Linked DNA regions of Mus musculus: region 2 is linked to region 1. A link is a contact called in public promoter capture Hi-C data. All regions are on one chromosome and are shown on one strand. Each heading gives the region's core, a stretch centred on a gene start, on an enhancer-like site or on the middle of the called end of the contact. The rest is flanking DNA. Distances are from core to core; before and after follow the strand shown. Region 1 holds the start of Megf8 (multiple EGF-like-domains 8). Region 2 holds the start of Dmac2 (distal membrane arm assembly complex 2).

Evidence for each region. Capture Hi-C pulls out chosen DNA fragments and counts their contacts.
Region 2: a contact with region 1 is called in a promoter capture Hi-C map of liver. The contact joins the promoter of Dmac2 here to the promoter of Megf8 in region 1. A contact is called at or near these places in 7 of 39 promoter capture datasets (cranial neural crest, embryonic stem cells, hippocampal neurons and 4 more), 5 of 484 Hi-C or Micro-C datasets (Th1 cells, cerebral cortex, forebrain and 2 more), 5 of 115 datasets of contacts at active chromatin or transcription factors (bone marrow-derived macrophages, embryonic stem cells, pancreatic cancer cells and 1 more) and 3 of 9 other capture datasets (adipose tissue, liver and macrophages).

Annotation. Positions count from the first base shown.
Region 1 is chr7:25,315,152-25,318,647 of GRCm38.p6, reverse strand. Megf8 (multiple EGF-like-domains 8) reads right to left here and starts at 1,484. Exons shown (of 41, transcript NM_001160400.1): 1 at 955-1,484. The coding sequence starts at 1,141. Tmem145 (transmembrane protein 145) reads right to left here. Exons shown (of 15, transcript NM_183311.2): 15 at 2,453-3,251. The coding sequence ends at 3,003.
Region 2 is chr7:25,617,814-25,621,335 of GRCm38.p6, reverse strand. Dmac2 (distal membrane arm assembly complex 2) reads right to left here and starts at 1,922. Exons shown (of 6, transcript NM_001290487.1): 1 at 1,876-1,922; 2 at 244-440. The coding sequence starts at 1,893. Gm38969 (a long non-coding RNA gene) reads left to right here and starts at 1,675. Exons shown (of 2, transcript XR_881901.3): 1 at 1,675-1,901; 2 at 2,351-2,668.

The DNA of each region.
Region 1 (3,496 bases), core at 235-2,734:
CCATGTGGACTGAACTACTACTACTGGATTTTTTTTTGGTAAACAGTCTTTATCAGACTTGCTGGACCACAGTCTATAAGCCATTCTTTTTACTTGGGGGAGGGGGGGTGTCAAAACAGGGTTTCTCTGGCTGTCTTGGAACTCAGTATGTAGATCAGGCTGGCCTCAAACTCGGAGATCTGCCTGCCTCTGCCTCTGCCTCTGGAGTGCTGGGATGAAAGGAATGCGCCACCACCGCACAGTGACTATAAGCCATTCTAATCTCATTTCTATAAAGATTCATTCTATGCTATGCTTCCCTAGAGAACCCTGACTAATATACTATACCAGATATCAAATGTGTTAAATATCTGACTCCTTTCCTTTTAACTAAGTACTATTGTTGCGGCCATTTGGAGTAAAAGAAACTGTGCCTTCGAAATTCATCCATCCAAAGTCACGAAACTCATATGAAATAGAGCCTAGATCCTAAGCCAGGTGAGTGGACTTACTTTTTGTTGTTGTTGTTTGTTTTTTGTTTTCTCGAGACAGGGGTTTTTTTGTGTGTGTAGGCCTGGCTGTCCTGGAACTCACTCTGAGACCAGGCTGGCCTCGAACTCAGAAATCTGCCTGCCTCTGCCTTCCAAGTGCTGGGATTAAAGGCATGAGTGGACTTACAAGTAAGCAAAAATAAAGGAGTGGTAGAAAGCTGTGCTAGATTGATATTTTCTGTGCGCTACATTCAGGATCAAGTGAAGAAAAACACCCCTCACAAATACTCCTAGTTTGTTACTGTGACTCTTGGCACATTCCCTCCCATCAGAGTTAGGGCCCAAGCTGGCTGCAACACTGGATGTCCAACATTTTACAGCAAGAGTCCTGGAATGGAGCCGGGTTCTAGGAATGTGCTCAGTGAATGAACGCACAAATGAATGAACTAGCAACCGAGTGAGTGACCCACGCGGCCCCACTCACCCTCGATAAGCCACTCGCAGTTGCCGTTGACGCTGTAGTTGCCCGCACCATCCGTCACGAAGCCTGGCGCCTCCCGTAGCACCTGCCGCTGCCCCTTGCAGTCACCAGCCAGGACCCTGAGGGACAGCGGTCCCAGCACTGCCAAGGCCAGTGCAAGGGCCAAGGCCAGAGCTCCACCCAAGGCCATCGCCGCCTTAGGCACTGGCCCTAAGGGACGGGAAGGGCCGTGAAGACCTGGAGAAGACCCTCTGGGAATGAGGCCCTGCAAGATGCAACCTTTACAGACGTAGCATGGCCTTGTAGTCCAAGGATGTACCAGCCACGCAGTCCGGGCCAAGGAAAGGGCCGCAGTTGATGCGCTCTTGAAACCGAGGGGCCGGCCCTATAGACCCATGGAAGGCCCTGGATATGAAGTCGTTATGGATAGGGCTGACCCCTAGGGACCGTAAGGGTCCCCTATAGACACGAGCCCCCATAGGGGCGCCGACTCCATAAACGGTATCCAGTGATTACATTCAGGCTGCTGCAAGGCCAAAACAGACCGTATAGACAGTCTTCCAGGGGCGATGTGCTCTACAGCCCAGCTGGGCGGTCCATGGAGCGTGCGGGGTGGAACTTGCCTGGCCCGGAGACTCCTGGGGAGACCCCTCCAGACGGGGGCGGGGCCTGCCTTCGGGGTCCCGGCCCGGATCTCCAGGGCTCACTCTAATGCCTACCCACCCGCTCCTCCCACTCGAGGCGAATGGGCTAGATCAGAGAGACCTGGAGACTCCCGGGCCAGAGCGGCCCGAGGAAGACCCGCTGAGAGGGCGAGGGGGCGGGAGCCGCGCAGCCTCTGAGGGGAGGACAGGCTAGGAGGAGGCGAGAAGAGGAAGAGCGGCGGGTCAGAGCGGCCCTGAGAGGACTAAGGAGCGCCTGGCTCCACCCCTTCTCGAGGAAGACTTCCGGAAACTTTCCTCCCATCTGTTCCCAGTCGCTTGCGCAGCGAGAATAGGAATTCAGCTCAGAGAATTACGCATGCGTATTGCTAAGAGTGTAACCCAAAATCGCGTTTTGTGCTAGTCATTGGCTGAGCAAAGCCTTTGCCACTGGAGGGCGCCTCTATCTCTGCTAGCGAAAGGAAAGGCAACATAAAGGAGCGGTAAAAAGCTGTGCTAGATGGTTATTTTCTGTGCTCTACATTCAGGATCAACATGAATATCAAGTTATGAAGGCAAGGGACTCCAGACCAAAATAGCATTTCCTAGATGGATACAGTGAGACCCGTATGACTTAAAGCACCATCAATACATAAAAGAAGCTGGAGAGGCGACTTAGTGGTTCAGAGCATGTTGCCCTTGCAGAAGACCCTGGTTCGATTCCCAGAACCCATATAGTGGAAATCCAACGCCTTCTTGTGGCCTTCTCCTACACAATGTGCGCGCATAGTACGCTGACATACATTCAGGAAACACGTCTTTTCCTTTTTTCAGCTAAGATGGAAAAGAAACCATGTTATAGATTAAAAACTCAACGAATCCTCTTTATTTTGGCAAGAAGAGAAAACGTCTTTCTGCCACAGACCATGTGATGGTCCTTGGCATTCAGATGGACGGACAAAGCACAGGTCCGAGGTCACAAACCCCAAGGAGGGTTTCAAAGTAGAGACCAACTTCACAATATCCGTCTCTAAACAGTGGCTCGAGGGTCGCAGGGTCCTGGAGGGTCGGGCAGGGTCCAGGCGGTCGTCACGGGTGTTCCGGAGTCCAGCAGGGTCAGAGGTCTCGAAGGGGGTCAGGGGGGCGGAGATCACGGAACAGCGGGAGTCCAGATTCCGGAGCCATTCGGGGCAGGGGCTGAGGGAGGGGACGCGGAGAACGGCTCCCGCGGGACCGTTTGGCACAAGAGGGAAAGGGGCGGGACGCAGCGCATCCAAAGTGGGCGCGGGGTGTGGGAGGGGCGCGGGATGCCTGGCATGGCCGAGCCCTTGGGCCGGGAGAGAAACGGGGTTCCGGAGCCCAGCCGGGGCCCGGTGCGCCGCCCGTGGGGCAGAGGCGGGGAAGGGATGCTCAGACCGGGGGTGCAGGGCCCCCGGCTGTGTGCATGCTGAAGTATTCGGTGAAGCCGGTGTGCGGCGCCGCCGTCTGGGGCACAAGCGGCTGGTAGGACGGCGTCGGGCCATCCCAGCCCGAGTCGACCGCCTTGGAGAACCGAGCGGGTGGGGGCGGGGAGGCTGCGCCGGGTTCGGCCATGGTCACCACACGGCCCCTCGGGGCCACCGCCGCCGCCACCGCTGTCTCCTCCACCTGCTTCCCGGCCTGGGATGGGGGGTCAGGGTCAGAGGCTGCCCAGAACCCTCGGGGGAGCAAAAGCGGCCCCGAAGGCCCGTCCCCCTCCCCCTAGAGGACTCCCACCACCCCAAATATGGACGCACTTGTCAATCAGGGAAGGAGTGGGTGGCTGGGCGCCTGGGCAGTGGGGCCAGGTATTCAAGGGGTGGAGTTGGGGTGCGCCGGGCAAACTCTGGAGGCGGTGGGGGAGATGGGGACCAGCCTCGGAAGGC
Region 2 (3,522 bases), core at 673-3,172, 300 kb before region 1:
GGGGACAGCTTGAGAGTAAGGTTTCTTTTAAATGGGAGACATGAGAGATCTGAGTTGTAGCTGAGTGTGTCTGAGAGGCCAGCTTGACCCCCAAGCACAGCTGGTGGTGGAAGTGCCTATATAATGAGTCTTAGAGGAGGGATGGGCCAGCGATGAAGGCGTGAGCTTGTCATGCTGGCAGTGGAAGCCACAGCCCGGCGGAACTGGGGCTCTGGCTGGGAGGTCTGGCCAGCAGGGTCTCACCGATTCTCCCTGTTGACTTTTGAGATCTGTTTCTGGAGCAAGTACTCTCTCAGAGTCTGGATGTCCTGGAAATGATCTGAGAGGAACTGCAACAGCGTTCTTTTCTTCTCCCGACTGCTGTCCGGGGTCACCAACTCACTCATGCCATGGATGCGCCTGGCTCTGCCATTCCATTCTCGGGCGCCCAGGTGCAGGACCTGGAGAAGGGGAGAGGGAAAGGACTGAGGTTGAACGTGGAGCTGGGTTCCACCCCTAACTCTTACAGCATGGCCTACCTTGAATCTCAGCCTGTGCTTCCTGAGTCTTTTAAATCCTTCTGATACCACTCCCGCCCTAATATGGGGGTGTAGCTCAGGACTAGAGTCTCTGTTTAATATTCATAAGGCACCGTGGTCAGTCCCCAGCATGTCCACGTCCTCAATCCTTAACCTTTGGGATTCAAAACATTTCTCCAAAGTCTTCCATTTAACCAACCATAAATTCATTCTTGAATGCAGCCAGTCTTGGTTTTCTCAGGTTCTTCTAATTTCCCACCAAGTCCTTATTTTTTTTTCCCAAACTACCATTATACTTTCATTTCTCACCAGTTCACTCCTGGGGGTTGGGGTGGTGGTGGTGGAATACGTACGTGCATAGTGTGCATTCAAATGTGTAGGTGTCCTTGCACGAATGTGCCCATGTATGGAGGCCAGCTGTCTTCCTCAATTGCCCCTGGCTTTATAGATCAAGGCAGGGTCTCTCACTTGTACCTGCAGCACCCCAACTCAGGTAGCCCAGCCAGTGGGTTTGCTTGAGGAATCAACTGTCTTTACCTCCAGAGTGCTGGGATTCCAGGTGAGCAGACATGCCCCGCTTCTACCAACTCTGGCCTTCATGCCTCAAGCACATGTGCTTCAATAATGAACCATTTCCCCAGCCCAAATTTTACCCAGTTCTCCCTAGGATTTTGCCAAATGGCTGATTTCTTTGCCATCCTGTCCACGTAACCTTCACCTTTACAGGTAGCGCTGGAAATGGAACCCACGGCAATGAGTACCAACAAAATACTCTACTACTAAATACATTCTCCAGGTTAACGAAGCTCTAGGAATCCCCCTCAGGTTCTTCCTCGGACCTCCAAATTAACTTCCTGGCTCCCGCCTGCACACCCTGTTCTTTGATTTTTGTTTGTTTCCTATTAAGGTTTAGTTATTTATTTACAGGCAGGATTTTACGTTGCCCTGCCTGCCCTCCAACTTGATACACAAAAGGATAACCTTGAACTCCTGATCCTGCTGCCTCCACCTCCCAAATACTGGGATTACAAGATCCTTAAATTCCCCCCAGGAATTTCGCGCAAAAGCATCATTAGTTCTACATCACCTCCAAACCCTTATCCCGTCCTTTCCCCCCAGGAAGAGCTGTCCTACTCCGCTGATTGGCTAAGCCACCCTCATCCCATTGGTTTCTCTATCAAGCGACTCGAGACTCTCTGTGGCCCTCGGCAGCCCCAGACGGCGTCTCCCGAGCGAGGTCCGGCAGGAGACGCTCTGTTTCCGCAGACTTTTGTTTCCCAGGAGGCTGAGAGAGGTCTCGAGAACCGAGCTACAAAGTGAACCATAGTTCCGGGACGCGGACGCTGCGGTCACCTACCGCTCTGGGCGCCGCCATCTTGCCAGGTAACGTAAACAGAAGAGGCAGGACGTTCCCTCCTAACACGTGGTTCAGACACCAAGGGCCACGCGTGTGGCCACGCCCCCTTCTGTTTTAGCCCGCCTTTTAAAGGCGCGCGTGCGGAGGAGACGGTCTTTCCTGTAAAGGATCTACTCCTCCCACTCCACCCCACCCCCGAGTGCGGTCGCAATTCTCTTGCGTTCATTGGTTTTTCAGTTTACACCCGATATCTCTACAGCAGAATCAGTACGACTGATTATGATTTTTTATTTATTGTTATTGTGCGTATACACGCGTGACATTCCGCGGCGCAGGTGTAGAGATGAGCCGAGTCTGGGTCCAGGAAGCGAACTGAGATCCACTGGCTTGCACAGCAAGCACCTTTACCCACGGAGCTACTTTGCTACCCTATTATTAGGTTTTTAAATTTTATTTTCTCTGTGTGTGCATGTAGCTCTACACCACGTGTGTTCAATGCCTTGGAGACCAGACGAGGACGCTGGATCCCTGGAATTGGAGTTGGCAGCCCCCGTGTGTGTGTGCTGAGAATTGAACCCAGATCTTCTGAAGGAGTAGTCAGTGCTCTTAACTGCCACTGAGACGTCTCTCCTCAGCGATGAGGTAGAGGCAGATTAGACTTGAGTATAAGAGACTATCTTTAGTTTGGAGTTCACATCTATACTTATTAAGAGAGTTATTACTTTTACATAAAGTCTCTCATGTATGGTATATTTGCCATGAACTTTTTTCAATTAAAAGCGTATATTTATCATTAATGTGTGTATGTGTTTTATGTATATGAGTGCAGGCACACTTGTGCTGTGGACAGAAGTTTATGAGGTGCTGGGGACTAAACCTCAGACCTCCTTCATGCTAGGCTAGCTCTTTACCAACTGAGCCACATCCACAGCCCTCAGTGTGAACTCTTGGTGGATTCTCTTCATTCATTCATTCATTCATGTTTGCTGAGCACTCGCAGTGGGTGCTGGGGTCGCACTAACAGCCCTTTTCTTAGGTAGTCATCATTCTAGGTAGAAAGACAATAGGTAAGAAATGAACACAAAATTAAAACTAGTGTTTGATAAAAAAAAGTAGGTAAAAACGGGCAATATATTAGGGTGTGGCGGGGTATAGGGCAGCAGTGAAGGTCTGTAGAGCAGGTGCATTTAACTGCAATGAGTGACAGGAGAGTCACCTACCCCAAGGCTTGGATAAAGGTGTTCAGGCAGAGGTAACAGCCTGTACAAAAAGCCTGAGGTCTTTGTCAGCTTGCAGAGAGGTGGAGACTTGACCAGAGTTGGGCAGTAGTGCTGGCTGCCTGGCTGCCCAGCAGGGGTTCATTCTAGTCACAGAGGGAGAGAGGACTTTCAGAGTCTGATTGACTTGTTGCAAATGTAACATGTTACATGAAGGATGATTCTGAGAGGACAGAGGTGGCCTTGAGACCAGCAAAGCGACTACTGCATAGTAGAGGTGAATGAATGAGGGGTGGGTGGCCGAGGTGAGGGCTGCTACAGACAAAAGCCTGAGAAACCAAAAGGGGCCACTCATGGAAATGGAGAAGCAGGGAGCGGTGGGTGTGTCGAGACCGAACAGCCCCCAACCACAGATGTCCTTGGGCTGTAA